Regions from separate parts of the Rattus norvegicus genome. Here region 2 is linked to region 1. A link is a contact called in public Hi-C data. All regions are on one chromosome and are shown on one strand. The core of a region is the stretch at or near the end of the contact, and the rest is flanking DNA. Distances in the headings are between cores, read along the strand shown.

Region 1 (4,719 bases), core at 1,340-3,839:
CTTGGTTGTCTCATCATTGCTGGTGGGTCACCATGAAGCAGATAAGAGTCAGTGGTGTGCAAAGTATTGTGGGAAACACATACGTAGACATCTAGGTTGCTTTCCCTAGGAGAGAGTGGAAAGAGCCCGTACTCTGGATTGAATCGAGGGCCTGACCATTCCACCTGTGGCTGACGGTTTCGCAGTGAACTATTTGTTTCTTCTGCACTTCTTTTGCTTCATAGATGGCAGGGGACAGTGAGTTTTGCCTCATTTACTTCACGGCTTTCACAGGCTGACTGAGCACCTGGGAGAGCGGTTGAAGAATGACAGCATTAGTCATAGGAAGATTATGATCAAGGCAGTGTGCGTGTGTGCTTTCCCTTGTGGACAGACTGATGGTCCATGATTTTTCTATTTAAATTTAGCCTGAAAGCTGGAAGGCCAGTGGAGGAAACAGGAGGTATGCAAGGTTGTATGTGGCTCTCTCTCTCCTTCTCCAGAAACTGTATATTTTGTGTTTCAGTGATAAAAGTTGAATCAGTTCAGTCACTGCTGAGTACACAACCTGGGGAACAGGCTAATGCTTTGTGTCTGATTCATTTTCATGGCACACGAAATGTTACTCATGGCTCTGGGTGAAGTAGCTTGTTGTTTTGCAAGTGGGCTGTTTGACAGAGGGGAAAAGTTGGGATTCGTTTACTGTAAATTGCAAGTAAGAAACGACAGAAAATTAAATATTAGAAGAGCTTAGCTATCACAAAACCACATACTTTCACATCAGTAATACGTGGGGTTCTGAGTTGAGTGAAATGTGAAACTTCTTGCCGACCACAGAGAGTAAAACGGAGTACTTTTGTTTCATTATTAATACCATTGTCCTTATTTCTTTAAATGAGAATTGATAGCAGCCATAACAGATTATTTTTTTCAAGAACAAATACAGGAGAGGAAAATAAACAAAATAAGTGCACACACACACACACACACACACACACACACACACACACACACAGACACACATTATCACTGCCAAGTACAGTATTCAGAGAAGGATGGTTTTACCTGCTGTTAAGTCATGAGAGTCTAGGAAAAGGCTGTGTCCATCAAGAGAGAGCTTTGCCCAAAGGCTTCTTAACCACCCTCCATAGCCCTCCCGCTAGAGGATGAGGACGCTACATTGTAACAAGAAGGGCCATGCTATCCTGTGACGTTTAGGGGACTCTGAGCAGGTGGATTGTGTTTCCTGACTGCCTGTATTGATGAGACACAGGCAGGGATGCTTGGGGACAGATGTGTGAAAGGTTATGAAGCTTAAAAATGAGTGGCCATTTTGCTGTGATGGAAGGAGTCTCATCTTCTGGTCTCTTACATTGTGAGAAGTTGGCAGCATGGGGTGGAGAGGTCAATTGGTGTGGGTTTCTGTCCTTCTACCTAGTGACTTAAACTTAGGGGGCTCCCCTATCCAGATGTTTGCTAGCTCTTCTCAGATGGATAGTTAGAATTTGTAATTACTTATTGACCTTTACTTCCTGAGGATCTTGGACAGAATGCCAGTGGGAAGAGAAGCTGAGCAGGGTGTTCTGTCTGGCTGTGTGGCGTTGCCTCCCCTCCCCCAACCAACCCAAGTGCTCAAAGGACAGGAAATTAGCTACCGAACATAGATTTCTTGCCAATCCTTGGGTTAGGCATGGGTATTTTACTCGATTTTCACAGTAGCTTGTAGCTCTGCAACTTTAGCTTGCTCTTCGCACCTGTAGCAGCTGAGGTGCTGGGAGAATAAAGAACTTCCCAATTGTCACAACTATTAAGCAGCCTCAGAGGCTTTCAGCTGATGTGGCTCATGCTCGTTCTGGTACCAGATAGGTTGTAGAGAACTGGAAGCTGCAGTCTGTGTCGCCGCTCTCCTTGCTCTGCTTTCGATGTATCCATGAGTGTCTTAGTGACCAGTCTTTCTTAAAAGAAAACAGAGAGTCGATTTTTAATAAGCAACAAAGAATACAGAATGAACTAAAATCAAATCTGTAGAAAAATTTCCTTTTTTGTTTGTTCGCTCTCACTAGGAAAGACAAATCCTTATTAATTCCTAAGTACCCATCCAGAACTGAATAGGACGCGCGCGCACACACACACACACACACACACACTCTCCAGCATTGACGTCCATGTAATGTGTGCATTCTGCACCATATATAAGGTCTCTACAAAGGAATGTAGCAAACATTGTTTCCCACCTTGCCTTACTGTGTCGTCATACATATTTTGCATATGTCATTTGTGTATCAGTTGCTAATATGTGCTTGCTACCTTGTTTTTATTTGAATTTCTGTTTACCAGTGAATTTGAACATAATTTTACATAGGCTGTACCTTTACCTACGTAACCTTTCCTTCTTGGCAGCTGCCCTTTGATTGACTTTTCGTTGGTTATTGAGAGGTTGCTTTTGGATTACTGTAGTGGAAATTGGGGGTGTGTGTCCTGAGACAATATCTCAGCAGCAGATTCCTGCTTGCTTAGCCTGCCAAAAGCAGTGGGCTAGACCCATGCAGTGTCACAATCTACCAAGTAGCCAACAAACATTAACTCCTTATCTGTGGGGCGGCTGCAACACGTCACTAAAAAAGAATATGCAATTTTACTTGCAGATTTCACAAGCCAGACTGTTGGAGGCCACTTAGAAATTCTTCTGTCCTTTTTTATTATTAAACATTTGCCCTGTGTTTCTTTCTTTCTTTCTATTTGGCCTTTTATCTATTTTCTTCTCTTCCTCCTTCTCCCTGCCTTTCACTGAAATCGTACTTTGGTAAAGTCAGAAGATAGAGGCAGCACTGTTGATATTCTCTTTTATAGCCTAATTTCCAAGCAGTGCGTGTGAAGGAGTCTGTGAATCCACTTTCCCTGCATTTATTAAAATGTCATCTTTGGGGCTGCAGAGAAGACTCGGTTGTTAAGATTACTCACTGCTCTTGTAGAAGCCTCAGGGTTTCATTCCTAGCATTCTGGCTAGGTGGCTTAGAACCACCAGCTCCAGGGGATTCAGTTCCTCTTCTGGCCTCAAGACCACCGGAACTGATGCAGGCACACAGACGTGCACGTAAATAAGTTAAAAAAATTTTTTTTAACACAAACAAAAGCTGTGTTTTCTTCATGTATATTCTTCAATGCATAAATACTTATCATTTTTTATTTTTGAAATTTGAGCTAATTAATTTTTACTGTATGTGAGTGTTTTGGTCGCATGTATGTCTATGAACCATGAATCATATATCTTGTGTTTAAAACATGCATACTTCTTGTGACAGGCCAGAAGAGGGTGTCTGATCTCCTGGAACTGGAGTTACAGATTTGAGCCGCTCTGTGAGTGCTGGGAATCGATCCAGTCCTCTGGGATTGTAGCCAGTGCTCTGAACTCCTGAGCTACCTCTCAGATCCAAGCACTCGCTCTTCATGCTTGGAAGGATGCAGGGCAGTTTCAATCTTTCGTCCCTGGCGCTGTCACCTCTTGCACCACACTCTGACCTTTCACAGATGGATAATGTACTTTAGTACCTGATGGGGTCACCTCACTCTCTAGTTATTTTTCCAGGAAATTCTTTGCTTTTGGTCCCTGCTTATTTTTCCATGAACTTTAGAATAAACTTGTCTAGTCCTAAAAATAACTCTCTGCTGATATTTTTATGGGAAACGCTTTTCACTTACTCAGTAACCATGTAAACTGAGCATTATAATGCGTTAGTTATTTTTCTGTCTTTAAAATCTTTTTTTGCGATGCTACGGATCGAGCCCGGTGTCACATGATCGCTAGGCGAGTGTTTTATATCTGAGTACCGTCACCACGAAATCTGACATGTTCCCAGGAGCATGTATATATTTCTTCACATAGACCCCGAATGCTTCTTACATGTTTACCTTCCTAGGTATTTCTGCCTGTTATAATGAAAATGATTCATTCTACTATTTAATTGTATGTACGTATGCATGTATGAATATGTACGTATGTGTAAATCCTTGGATTCTGTATACTAACTTTTCTTCTGAGCCATTTTATTAAATTTTTACTTTACTGGAACATTTTTAGGTAGATCTCTCTATGTTGAAGCTATCACATCATCCGTTCCAAACTGTTAATTTACCGTTCTTTCTACCTTTAGAATGCTGTGGGTTTGCTCCAGTCTTCTTGTTATCTCTAGAAGAGTATGCTTGATGCTTGCCATAAGAGTCAGAGTAAACATCCTCCTGCACTTGACTTCAGTGGAAATGTTATTAATTCGGATGGTGGCTTCTGGCATAGATAGCATGTTAAAAAGCATGCACACTTATTTTGAGAGTTTTTATTTTAAAACTGAAGCTGATCTGAAATGCCTATCTAAATCTTTTTTGATGTTTTTTTTTTCATTTAAAAATGGAAAGCATACATTTCAAGAAAATGGCTATTTTTTATTCTGTACATTTGCTGTGATATATAAATAAAATTTCAGATACGATATTCTCATATTTAGTCAGAAATTTTGTGCATGTGCACGCATGCCTCTCTCTCTCTCTCTCTGTGTGTGTGTGTGTGTGTGTGTGTGTGTGTGTATCAAGACTCTAGGAGTTAGCAATTTTTAAGTGATTTTTGTATTAACTTTTATGTTAGATTGCTTGGAAGTTCTGTGAAAGTATGCGTTTATTAACATTTTCAAGTTTTAACATCAGTGTCGTGCTTAAAATAGTGTAAGCTAATCAAGGGTTTTTTTTTTT
Region 2 (4,719 bases), core at 1,361-3,860, 68 kb before region 1:
CTCTTCACTGTGGTCTCACCGAGAGACATTGTCCCTCAGTTGGTGAGTGGTACCCGGAAATATGCTTTTTTTTTAAAAAAAAAATTCCACAATACATGCTTTAATCAATTTTAGAAATAATGGATGCTGGTAACAGGAGACGAGAACTGGAGAACTCTGAAGAGTTCATTATGATCATCATCGTCATCATCATCAATATAATTTTGAAATGTTTGTGTGGCAACAACCTAGACGCCATAATGTCAATAAAATACGTGGCGAAGCAAAGGGGGCTTCACCTCTTGCAAGGTGGTGTGCAGAGAAGCTGGAGGGGAACTCGGTGGCAATTATTTCATCTCCCAGTAATTGTCTAACTCCCTTCTTTTCCCTTTGGTAAGAGGCGAGGTGTTATTGAAATCAAAAGACTGAGATGAAGATGACAGGGAGCCCTGATTGCATTTGGGAGGAAAGAAATCAAAGTAATTAGATGTTTCTTGTTTACTCCTGTGTAATGTGCCTTTTTCATTTACAACCTCATTTCATTTTCCCATCAACCTTTGGAGGTGGAGAGGGCTAGCAGCCTTGGTAGAGGGTGGGAGCCTTTGTTTTAATGACCTGCTAGCACGCCATGGCAAACTGAGTGTGGGTCTTGTTGCTGTGTGCTGGGAAGGTCATCAGATGTGTTGTCCTGCAGTGGCTCAATAGCGGACAGACGTAGGACGGGTATGGCGTAAAGAGTCATCTGTATGATGCGACCTGGTGGTGCCTTGGTGGCAAGCGGAGGGAAAGTAACTGGGGAATTCTTGCTGAGACGTTCACTAACTCTCGTCCTCTGGACTTCCGTTAAACTACATAGATAATAAACCTCATTCTGAGTGTTGTGGAGTTTTTCAGAGCACCTCGAATGCTGTCGTGATAGGGAAAGCTCAGCTTGATTTGAAAGTGTGACCGAGTTCATCCTTGTTTCATCATTGTTTTCTTTATCTTTGTCCCACTACCTTCAGTGGACGATTGGTCGCCACTGCATACATAACTGGCTCTTTGGCTTTGTCTTGGCAATATTTCTCTAATAGAATCTCAAACCTGGGCTTGAATATTCCTCCCGGACTCCAGCTTATGGTTACAACATCAGTGGGAATCTTTGTTACCTGCTCTATCTCTTGGGATTCTCAGGGCTTAAAGTGAAATTGTGGTAGCCTTCAACTTGGATTTAGTGAACTCAAATGGTCCACTAAAATGGCAGGACCGAAAAGACTGCTTTCATGAGTTGACTGAAGGAAGCTCGGAAGTTTTTGTTATCCCGAGGTTAGTTCTGGTCCACAGCGACTCTTGCTTCTGAAGCACTGTATGCCCTTCCTGTAGGTTACTGAGAACAGGGTGGAAGTGCGGCCTTGCATACTCAGAAGACCTGGTTTGAAGGGGAGGTGGCTTCAGGCTCAGCCGGAGCAGGACTCCAGCTCCGATCCTCTGCACTGTTCTTCAGTCTGCCCTTTTCGTGTTGTTGGCTTTATCTTCCTCAAGCTATTTGTCTTACTGTTGGGAGGTAGCTGTCCAGTGACCAGGCTGAGAATACCTACCTGCATAGCTGTCCAGCGAGCAGGCTAGAGGCATCTGCTTTCCTCTTTGGAGGAGAGTGAACCTTGCTGCCCTAGGTAGAGGTCTCCGTTACTGCACATTGTGCTACTTGGAATATGGACCAGAGGCTGTGCTACTCCGACCTCATGGCAGCCACTCAGAGAGGTGATTGGCTGCTCACAGCAAGTGTACTGTTGGGGAGAAAGGGCCAGAAGCCTTGTTTTCAGTCTTATTACAGTACCATCTATGCCTCAGACCTCGACTCATCTTCCAAAAGAGATGTTAGGCAGCTGCACTCTGTACTAAGGCAATGCTTACAAGAGTGCGATTAGAAGAGGGAGGTGCTGGGACACACACACACACACACACACACACACACACACACACACGACCTGTCAGGGTCACTTCAAGGATATAGCATGGAAGGACAGTGTTTGTGTGTCTGGTAGTCTGCTGGGATCTCTGCATAAAAGGCAGGCGACACATTTTCATGGCTAGAAGAATAAGTCTGAAGGATGCGAGTGTCCCCTTGCCCAGGGGGACTCTAGCAGGTACTGGCAGGATCTGCTGAGTAGTTCCAGGGATTGTACTGCAGATAAGGCTGGACAGCATGATGTTTTGAGGGTTAAACAAGTCACAGCACTGAAAGAGGCTTGTGCCAGCAGTGTGGCGTCAGTCACCGTGATGAGGGAGAGGATGGCAGGATGGGTAACACAACGCACAAAGCCTGCTAAGTGTTAGCCTTGCTTTGTTTGCATGTTCCCCAGTATCAGGATTTTAGGGAGCACTGATTGTCTTGCCTGCTCCTTATATTTGGTTTGTGCAAGCAGGTTGGCGGTAATTTATCAAGTGTGGCCTAGTCATTCATGACAGGCTGTTGCGATTGTTTGCTTCCTTCGAGATTCAAACTGGACCAGAGGATCCTGTACAGGTTAAGAATACGGCACTATGCCCAGTGTGTAGTATTTATGCTTGGCGTTCATCCTTCCCTAGACCGAGGCACTGTCCTCCCCAGGACTAAATGAGGATTAACTTGTCCTGGTCTTGGAAGGAAACTGGATCTGGAGCTTTATTAATCATTAAACTTGACCATAGAGCAGTAAGAGGTACGGGGAGGTAGATGCAGAGATCCATGTGGCTCGGCGGCTCAGTACTCGGAGACCCAGAGAGGCTGTAGTCTAGCCTTTGGGATTATTCTTGCTTTGTTTGTTCCTATAATCACACCTTCTGCCCCAAGCATGCCTGGCCCAGTGGGAGTCAGGAAGGAAATTATTTCCCTCTTTGGATATCAACGTACAATTGTCGCAGCCAAGGACTTTCAGTTTTAATATTTCCGTTTTGGTTTTAAGAGCTCCCAGGTATTAATCTCTGCCGGAAGCAAAGCGTTGGTCATTTCTGTTAGAGGTGTGTGTCTTGGCTCCCTGCGGTTACTTGGCCAGCTGGTTTCTGAACATTTGCCACCATCTGCTAAGCCAGCTTTCGTTTTTATTTACTTGTTTCACAAATTATAAGGGGACTTAGTAAGTGTGAACTGAGGCCCACACAGTCTCCCCGAGTCTGTGGGTCTCTATGTAGCAGGGTGGTCTTGTAGGGACCATGACTGCTGTCCATTAAAGAAAAGATAAAGGCATTTCTTCTCAGCCTTCCTCCTAGTTCCACAGTATTTTCTCTTGGCTTCCGGTGCAGTGGGGGGTGCCCCTTTCTCTCCTTGGCGTGGTCCTAGGAGAGCTGTAAGAGTTCTTTCTCACTGGGTTACTCTGATAGCAGGCGTCTGATGCCTGTGTGAATGGGTGGAAGGATGGGTGGAAGGTCCTTTATGGACCGTTGCCAAACAACTACTTCTGGTAGAACGTATGACCTTATTTTCTTTCCTGACTCTAGTATTTGTCAAAAAGTTAGCCAACTTCAGAGTTCCTTTTTCGTCCTACAGGGGAGAGTCCTGGAGATTGAACCCGCCGTGGCTTTGTATATGGTCAGCAAATTGTCTGGCCCTGTGTTACCTGTGCAGCCCCATCGCAGGCTCCTTAAGCTACTGTGGTGGGTTAGGCATGCTCCCCGGTCTGTAGAAGCTTTGAGGGAGGGGGCATAGAGAAGACTGTCATACACAATGGGAATCTCTCATAGCGTTCGTATGTATGCTGATGCCTTGTGAGAGGTTTATGGTTGGGAGATCAAGGTAAATTAGTCACAGCTACAGATCTCATAGGACTTAGACAAAAGGGGGTGGAGGGTGGAGAGAATTGGGACTGTAGGGCAAGTCTCCAGGAAGGGGGGTTGATCTCTAACTTAAGCATGGGTGGATGGTAGAGGGGCCCATGGCCATAGTTTGGGCCATGGAGGTTGGTCAGTATCTGAGAGTGGGTGTAGATAACATCAAAGTCTTTACAGGTCAGAATTTCATGTGCCCTCCTTTCTCTAACCAGAAGCTGCAGCAAAAGGTGATGCAGTGACTCTTTATATACTGGTGTTAAGTTTACAGAATGTGTGCATGGCCAGGGTGTGCCTGGGTCTGCTCTCAGAGCCAGCAAGCATTTCTGTGTTCCTGAGCACTTCTTTCAAGAGTTCCCGATGCTGAACCTTTGGTGGTCTGCTTCTTAGGCTTAAAATAGATTTAGTGAAGAGAACCATTGAAGTTTTCCAGAATTTGAACATTTCTCACTCTGACGCAGTGTTATCAGTTGCTGTTCCTGTGCACCATTACCCCCAAATTATCAGCCTCAACAAGAAACATCTTTTGAATCATCGTTTCTGCAGCTTTGATGGTGCCCACGGGACTTCTCATGAGGTCGCAAGTGAGTTTTTCTATCCCTGTAGATTCCTCTGAAGGCTCCAAATGGGGGAAATCCTCCACAAAGCCCAGTCACATGATCACAGTGTATTTAACTCCCCTCAGGTTGTTGTAAGAGCCTCCACTCTGGCTGTGCAGATCTGTCCATGGAGCAAGCTCCCAAGGCATTTGGCTTCTCTGGGTGTCAGAAGGGTTTCCATATTGGAAGCCACAATTCCTTGCTTCCTCCTTGTTAGATGAGTATCCCTATAGCCAGCCCATGGGCAATGGGAGGGAATCATGTGATGTGATCCCAGAATGTGCGCTGTATGGGACTCTTAGGGACTGCTGCTTCCAGGCTTCCAGGTTACATATGACATGTCAAGATGAGAATCGGG

What was found. A called contact is a pair of places that touch in the nucleus more often than the background predicts.
Region 2: a Hi-C map of liver shows a contact between it and region 1, with 2.2 times the contacts expected there. The contact joins two enhancer-like sites. A contact is called at or near these places in 2 of 12 Hi-C or Micro-C datasets (both in liver).

What each region holds. Positions count from the first base shown.
Region 1 is chr11:89,793,156-89,797,874 of GRCr8, reverse strand. The region is part of intron 1 of Lpp (LIM domain containing preferred translocation partner in lipoma); the gene reads left to right. Among named protein-coding and RNA genes, the nearest start is that of Lpp, 9.7 kb to the left of the region's middle. Within about 2 kb of position 2,589, at least 5 of the 93 cell types and tissues checked have an H3K27ac peak or open chromatin away from gene starts, as enhancers often do. A contact at or near this core is called in liver, where this site is marked.
Region 2 is chr11:89,860,857-89,865,575 of GRCr8, reverse strand. It overlaps a transcript of Lpp not described here. Among named protein-coding and RNA genes, the nearest start is that of Lpp, 58 kb to the right of the region's middle. Within about 2 kb of position 2,610, at least 5 of the 93 cell types and tissues checked have an H3K27ac peak or open chromatin away from gene starts, as enhancers often do. A contact at or near this core is called in liver, where this site is marked.